Linked DNA regions of Oryzias latipes: region 2 is linked to region 1. The links are chromatin contacts, called in public Hi-C maps. All regions are on one chromosome and are shown on one strand. Each heading gives the region's core, a stretch centred on a gene start, on an enhancer-like site or on the middle of the called end of the contact. The rest is flanking DNA. Distances are from core to core; before and after follow the strand shown.

The links. Hi-C and Micro-C count contacts between places; a contact is called where the count stands out from the background.
Region 2: a contact with region 1 is called in a Hi-C map of gastrula embryo, with 2.1 times the contacts expected there. The contact joins the promoter of mafa here to the enhancer-like site in region 1. A contact is called at or near these places in 3 of 5 Hi-C or Micro-C datasets (embryo and gastrula embryo).

Annotation. Positions count from the first base shown.
Region 1 is chr4:21,970,881-21,974,486 of ASM223467v1, forward strand. All of the region lies in intron 3 of zc3h3 (zinc finger CCCH domain-containing protein 3), which reads left to right. Among protein-coding and RNA genes, the nearest start is that of zc3h3, 6.1 kb to the left of the region's middle. Within about 2 kb of position 1,536, at least 1 of the 8 cell types and tissues checked has an H3K27ac peak or open chromatin away from gene starts, as enhancers often do. A contact at or near this core is called in gastrula embryo, where this site is marked.
Region 2 is chr4:22,044,466-22,048,071 of ASM223467v1, forward strand. It overlaps mafa (transcription factor MafA), which reads left to right and starts at 1,691. Exons shown (of 1, transcript XM_011474275.3): 1 at 1,691-3,606. The coding sequence starts at 2,431. The coding sequence ends at 3,363.

The DNA.
Region 1 (3,606 bases), core at 286-2,785:
TAAACCCCCTCTCCTTAAAACATTTATAACAATTGTAGAACACAAAGCTGACTGCATCCTGGATTTTCCCTATTGCGGGTTAATTTTAGAGCATAACTCCTGCAATAAACGAGGGACCAATGTTTCCTGAACTGAAAAAGTTGTAGTTTTCCTTATTAAGTGCAAGAAACAGTAATAAAAGAAATATTTATAGCCAGTAAGATAAAAAATATCAGAAATCTCCTCCATTCTTAAAAAAATCGAACTTTGTTGCCATCTTTAAAAAAATAGTTCAATAAATGCTTAGGATTTTGAAAGAATCTATTGATTCTTATTCTACTGATTAGAGGAAACCAAAGAATGCTTTTATTGCAGCTTAAACCTGACAGACATACACATTCAGCTTTAAATTGCTTCTTTCTTCCCAAGCTGCTCCCTTAGTGGTTCAAATCTGCATCAAACACACGTGATCATCTGGTGATAATGAGCTAAATCTATGTCTGATCAGTTCAACTTGCTATAGAAGTAACACAACTTTAGTTTCTAATGTTTTTCTGCAAGTTATGTTTGATAAATGACCCTACACACACACACAGACACACACACACACACTCTGCTTGCTCCTCCATGCACATCCCTTTGGAGGAGATAACTGCACCTCTGGGTGACTGCAGCTGCTACCTGGTGTGTCCAGCAGAGGGCGGCAGACCACATCTCCTGCTAAAGTGACGGCATCCTGCTTGCTGTCACGGGACAGGCATTCAGACTGAGTGGAGGAGCAAAGGGAGTGGGGGGGTGGGGTGGAGGTGGGGGTTAATTGATTGCCCAATTCAGCCATGATGGTGAACAAGTGCAGATAGCGGGTAATTTGCAGAGGTGGAGGCAGGCGGCGGTGCCGCTATCATGCCCTGGCACCGCTCTCCCTCCAGCAGATAAAAGGAGCTAATGCATAATTATCCGTTTGCAAATTGGATTGTTTTAACGAACTGTAGAATATAGGCCTAACCTGATGGAAAGCAATCACTGTTTTACAGCCACTGCCCCCCTCTCGCTTCCCTGTTCGTGCCCCACCAACCCCTGCGGTCATTCTGTGTACCCCGCACTCGTCGTGCCCATCCCAGCGTAATCTCCCGCTCTTGACGAAGTCAGAAGACATTAGAAAAGCCATCACTATTAACATTAGGCTTAATTCCTCCCTGTAGTTCGCTGTCTCCTCCGAGCTGCAGTCGGACGGAAACCTCCCCTGTCCTCATCTCCGCCACCTTTCCTCCCCACGCTTTACTCCACAGAAACAGGCGCCCCTAATTAAAGACGGGCGTTCAGCGGCAGGAAAAGGTGGAAGGGGGCGGAGGAAGATGGAGTGAGGAGAGCTCCTCTCAGCCGTCTGTGCCTCTGATAAGAGCTGCTAATAAAGAGCAAATTGAATTACTAATGATGGGAAGCAGAGTCCCTATAGATGAGCCCGTTAAAAAACACAACCTTATGACCACTCTCACATGCATGATAATACACTTGCAAACAATGGTTCTTAATTTCCTCTCCAATGGCCAGTTTGTGCCCCCCTGCCTACATCAGGCAGGATGGAGTGAAGGGGGATGGTGGGGATGGGTCCTCCTCTGAGGTGCTGCTTATCTGTGGTTTAATTTAAAGAGGGCATAAACCTCAGTAAGCAGTTAAGACTGTAATAAATCCTGCGGTGTGTGCGTCTCCGTATGTATTTCTGTACATTTAGGTTGTAAAAGTTTGCGAAATCGACTCGATTATAGGTTTCTGATCGTGTTGATAACCTCAAAGTTGAAGCGGTTTCAAAGAATATTTAAGTAGGAACATTTTTTCAAGAGGAAATAACAAACACAAATACTGTCAGTTTTAGAAGAGGCATGCAATTTCGCCCGCGATATTCGCCGACGTTTAACGCCTCGTGACTAAACAAAGGGCACCAATGTGAGTGTGCACACCGACGCGAAAAAACGCCACGCGTCAAAGCGTCACTTTTTAAAAAAGGCCTCGGGTTCGTTTTTTTGGTTTGATGCGTCGCGTCAAAAACTATACGACCAATGAGAACGGCGCTTTTGCACACGTGTCTGGAGCTTCTGAAGTTACAGTAAAACACAACTTGGGGGGGCTCAAACATCAAACTGCCTTGCTGAGCACACATACCAGCGAAGAAGGTAGACGCCAAGTAGCGTCTACACAGCTGCGAAGAAATAATGACGGACATTCTAAAATATCCCCGAACCAAGCACCAGTTGGAGCTACTGGTGCTTGAAGTATTCATGTTTTCTTTGTATGATTCTGGCAAGCACGTAAATACTTGCTCTCTTCTTCTGAGTAAAAAAGCGACTTTAAGAATCGTAAAGTTGTGCAGCGCCACCTTGTGTACAGGAGTATTTCTGTTTTACATTAAGTGCCATCTAATGTCAGGGAATGAAATTGCATGTTCACTCGGCTCATCGTCAGCGAAAATCGCCTGGGTGTGAACACAAAAAACGTGGCGAAAAACGCTGGCGAATAACGCCTGGCGAATATTCGTCCCGGTGTGTACGGGCCTTAACTGTTCTTGCTCCCCTGCCTTATTTTTTAAATGTTCTTGATTATCCACAGTTTTTTCCATGATATTTTTTCTTTATTTCAAAATAGTCAAGTGTTAAACTAACCAATCAGATGCCTGAATAAAAGTGTGTGGTCTCACATTTGAAATGTTTGATTGACAGATTCTCCAGAGCTCGTTTTTAGTGGGGTGGACTTCTGACAAGCTCACTCCTGATTGGTGAGAGTTGTTGCCATAGAAATGTTGGCTAATTTCTGCTTACTGACCTCGTCTGGCTCCAACATGGTGGCGTCCATAAAGTGAAAAAACGGCGACTGAACGGACTTCATTTTGCTGAAGGCGGAAGTTTGTCATTTTCTGTTGGTGACATCACACTCACTCGCTCCAGGTCTCATATACAGTCAAGGATTTAACCCTAGAGCATCCAAGCCGTTATTTTGTCCATAAATCACACAGGCTGTTCAGAAGAGAGGCATTTCCTCACAGAATGGTACAATTCTGAAATGTATCAAACTGAATCAACAAGTTTTATTTAACGTGTCTGCTCGGATCTAGCTTCTCCTTTTCAGCTTCGTGCCGAGATCCTTCATCTTATATAACAGCAAATGCGTGGGTGTAGCAGCCTATACATTTTTCAGGCTTCGTTACATCTGCAGCTGCTGAGTCCTCCTTTTTTTTCCTTCCTAGCTTGGCCAGACACACATTGTTTATTTCTGCTTGTTTATTTGCATCACTCTCTGGTTCACACTTGCTCCAGTTTCTCCCACTTTTCCTTCACACTGAGGCCACATGTCCTGTAGACTGGTATGTGTGTCTTACCGCCCCACATTTACACCCGCGCACCGCCTCACACACACAGCTTGCTTGGTGCACGCTGTGGGACTCGTGTGTCTGTGAGCTGATCTTTCTCCCAACTTTTGACTGCTCAAATTGTTTTAGGAGCTTGTTTGTGCGAGGATCTTCCCATCAGCTGTTTTTTCCCCTGCATACCGTTCTGGGAATGCCATTCCCGATGGCGTTATCAGTTGGTCCGATGGTGCACACACACTTGCACCTTATGGACGTTAACCTGATGA
Region 2 (3,606 bases), core at 441-2,940, 74 kb after region 1:
ATATGGTTAACATTGTGATCATTAAGTAAACTGAATTTTACAATTTTATTGTAATGACGGACATATTGATATTCGTTTTTTTCTTAAGTCATATTTAAAAAAAAATAGAAAAGAAAATGTGTTCCGGTATGATATCGGGATTGGTATCGCATCGTGGGACGTGTATTGGCATACGCATTTTTTTCTTGTTTTAAAAATGATCACTTTTAGGTCTAAAGGAGACAGGGGACCTTTGGGGGGGGCCGTGGATCCAATTACTCCTGGAGACCCAGAAATAATTTGTTGCGCCTCTGAGCTGCGCTGCACTCATACTTATCAGCTATATCGACAAACTGCTCAGCCTTTTGCTTTGATTACCCCCCACCCACCCACCCACCCACCACCGTAAAAACCGAAAGCCCCCACCCCTCAAGCAAAAAAAGAAGGGGAAAAAGGGAGACAGATGTGTGCAGAGTGGAGCAGTGCTCGCAGCGGCGGGGCTTAATTACCCGTCGATCCTCTCGGGTGAGTCTGGATGCAGTTTGTGGTTAATTGCCAATGAAAACCGCCGATCATACTTAACGCGCGCGCGGCCCCCGCGCGGAAATGCGCATCGATTTCCCCCGCCCTCTTTTTGGCACGCAGGCGAGCGGCCTTAAATCGATCCGGGATGGATTGATTTGACGGTTTGTGGTGTCAGGGGTCCGGCGCGCCTTCCTGCCCTAGTCCTATGTAAAGGAAGTTGATATGAAAGCGGTTTTAAAGAAGAGGAGCCTTTTTTGTTGTTTTAATCCAATTATTTAAAGTGAACTTTAACTCTTGTTTACTTCTCCATAAACCTTTCTGTTTACATTCCGTTTATGCCCCGTGCGCATGTTAGAAGTTTGTCGTTATTTGGAAAATGGGGTGTGTTAGAAAAATTAAACTCAGTTCAGTTTGTTTCTGTGCTCAAAACGTTTAATAAAATCATAATTCATATCTTTCCCTTTGGTTTTTGGGTGAATGTGTGCGTTATAGGAGTTCAAAAACAGAAGTTCACAACATTTCTAAAAGTTTTTTCAAGTGTATCCTTGCACTCTGTGTAATGGTTTGAAGAAGACGCTGACAGTCCTCCAGAAAGCTGCAAATTGTGCATATTAAGTCTAAAAGATTACAAGATTAGTTTTAAAATGTACGTAAAGTGACTTTTAGAATTTAAGAACAATAACTAACTTCATTTGAGCGGTGAAGCCAATTTTTTGGAGTTATTTCAGATTATTGTGTCCTGCAAAACTAGATTTAACCTTAACCATCAGTCTGGATCGTGACCCCCGGATGAAAAACCTGGAAGCGCCTCTTTCTGGAACTCGACGTGCGCACAGAGTCCTCACATTTCACAAAAGTCTTCCAAGCAAACATTTTTTCTCTCAGAAACTCCCGCAGATCTCGTCTTACCGCCGTGCAGTTGCGCTCCCTCGGTCACTAGAGGGGGGGGATCTGCCGCACCTGTTCTGCCTGTCCCACCCGCACCCCCCATTTCGGCTCCGCTCGGTTGTTTTCGGAGCGGAGGCTGCTCTGCGGGAGGATGCAACTTCGGAGCTGGGATCTCCTCTCATTGGTCTGATACACCTCAGTGTGGGAGGGTACGTACAGGAGGAGGGGCTCTGCGCTGAGGGCTGGCGCGATGATGGGGAGGGGGGACACTGTATTTATAAGTGCCCGCCTCCCGGAGGCTCGTTGACACTGTGTGGTTTTAACTGTGAAGCTCAGAGGAATCAGGAACAAAGGCTCAAATCAAGTGGAGTTTTGCATCTTTGAGCCACATTCCCCAAACATCCAGTCAGTGAGGTTAGCGGCGCGCGGACAGAGGTGCGAGGGCCACGTGCGGAACCGAATTTGCAGAAGTCCTGCAAATTAAGAGGAAAACTCCTGCAGAACCCAGCGCACCTTTTGGATTTGTTACTTTTTTGGCACACTTTTACGCACGCGTGTGCCGCGCTCTGTGACAGCGCGAGAAACTTTGCTTGTGCAGAGACCTCACCATGCTTTTTTAAAGTGTTGGATGCTTGGGGAAAAAAAAAGTCGAACCGAGGACTGTAAATCAGAAGGAGGCGAATTCGCGCAGAGGTGAAGCGAGGACAGATAGGCTGCTTTCTCGCGTTTCAGCCGCTTCGGGGGCGTCCATCTGACCGGGGATAAGTTGTCAACAAGAGCGGCGAGCGGAGGCGCGCTGGCAGGTGTACAAGTTCATTTACATGCATACGTCCTATCACGCCACTAAATATAGAAGTTGTCCGAGCAGCCTTAACTTTCTCCTCCCACCCGCGGCCCTGCAGCAGCTCCACGCACCGGGCGTGTGCGTGTGCCTATATATACACCACACAGGCTGGTTTTCCTTCTCGCAATCTGTATTCGAGAGGTCTGCCCGCGGTCGGTTTGGCTGTGAGGGCGGGAGTCGTCGCATGGACTGACATGGCCACCGACCTTGCCATGAGCGCAGAGCTGCCCAACAGCCCGCTGGCCATCGAGTACGTCAACGACTTCGACTTAATGAAGTTCGAGGTGAAGAAGGAGCCGCCGGAGGCCGACCGCTACTGTCACCGCCTCCCGTCCGGCTCCCTGTCCTCCACACCGATCAGCACCCCTTGCTCGTCCGTGCCTTCCTCGCCCAGCTTCTGCGCCCCGAGTCCCGGTACGCAGCCCGGCCAGGGCCTGGGCGCAGGTGGAAGCGTGAACAGCAGCGGCAACAGCAACAACAGCAGCGGCACCAACAATCACAGCGGTGCGGCCAAGCCCCAGCTGGAGGACTTGTACTGGATCCCGAGTTACCAGCACCACATCAATCCAGAGGCGCTCAACTTGACGCCCGAGGACGCGGTGGAAGCCCTGATCGGCAACGCGCACCACCACCACCACCACCAGGCCTACGAGGGCTTCCGCGGGCAGCAATACATGGGGGAGGACCTGTCCGCGGCCTCCGCCGCGCACCACCACCAGCCCCACCACCACCATCACCACCACCACCACGGCCACCATGTCCGCCTGGAGGATCGCTTCTCAGACGAGCAGCTGGTCAGCATGACAGTGCGCGAGCTGAACCGGCAGTTGCGCGGCTTCAGCAAGGAGGAGGTGATCCGCCTGAAGCAGAAGCGGCGCACCCTCAAAAACCGGGGCTACGCGCAGTCGTGCCGCTTCAAGCGCGTGCAGCAGCGGCACATGCTGGAGACGGAGAAGTGCACGCTGCAGAACCAGGTGGAGCAGCTGAAGCAGGACGTGGCGCGCCTCGCCAAGGAGAGGGATCTATACAAGGAGAAGTACGAGAAGCTGGCCAGCCGGACCTTCAGCGCCGGCGGAGCTGCCAGCACGAGAGATCCGTCCGCAAAACAGGCCGACTTCTTCATGTGAGCCGGACTCCGACCTGCGCCGCCCATCTTCCCATCACCTCCCAAACACACCTCCTCTGCGTTTGTTTACAGTTTCCCCCATTGAAAGAGAACTCTCTAAAGCTCCGCATCTTAAACTCAAACAGGCCTCGGAGTCTTAAAGACGCTGCGCTCTCAGCGCGCGGACTTTACACAAGTCTTAAAGAAAGTTTTCACTCAGATCCGAGCGCAAGTCCACAAGGAAAAAAGAAAGCTTTTTGAAATT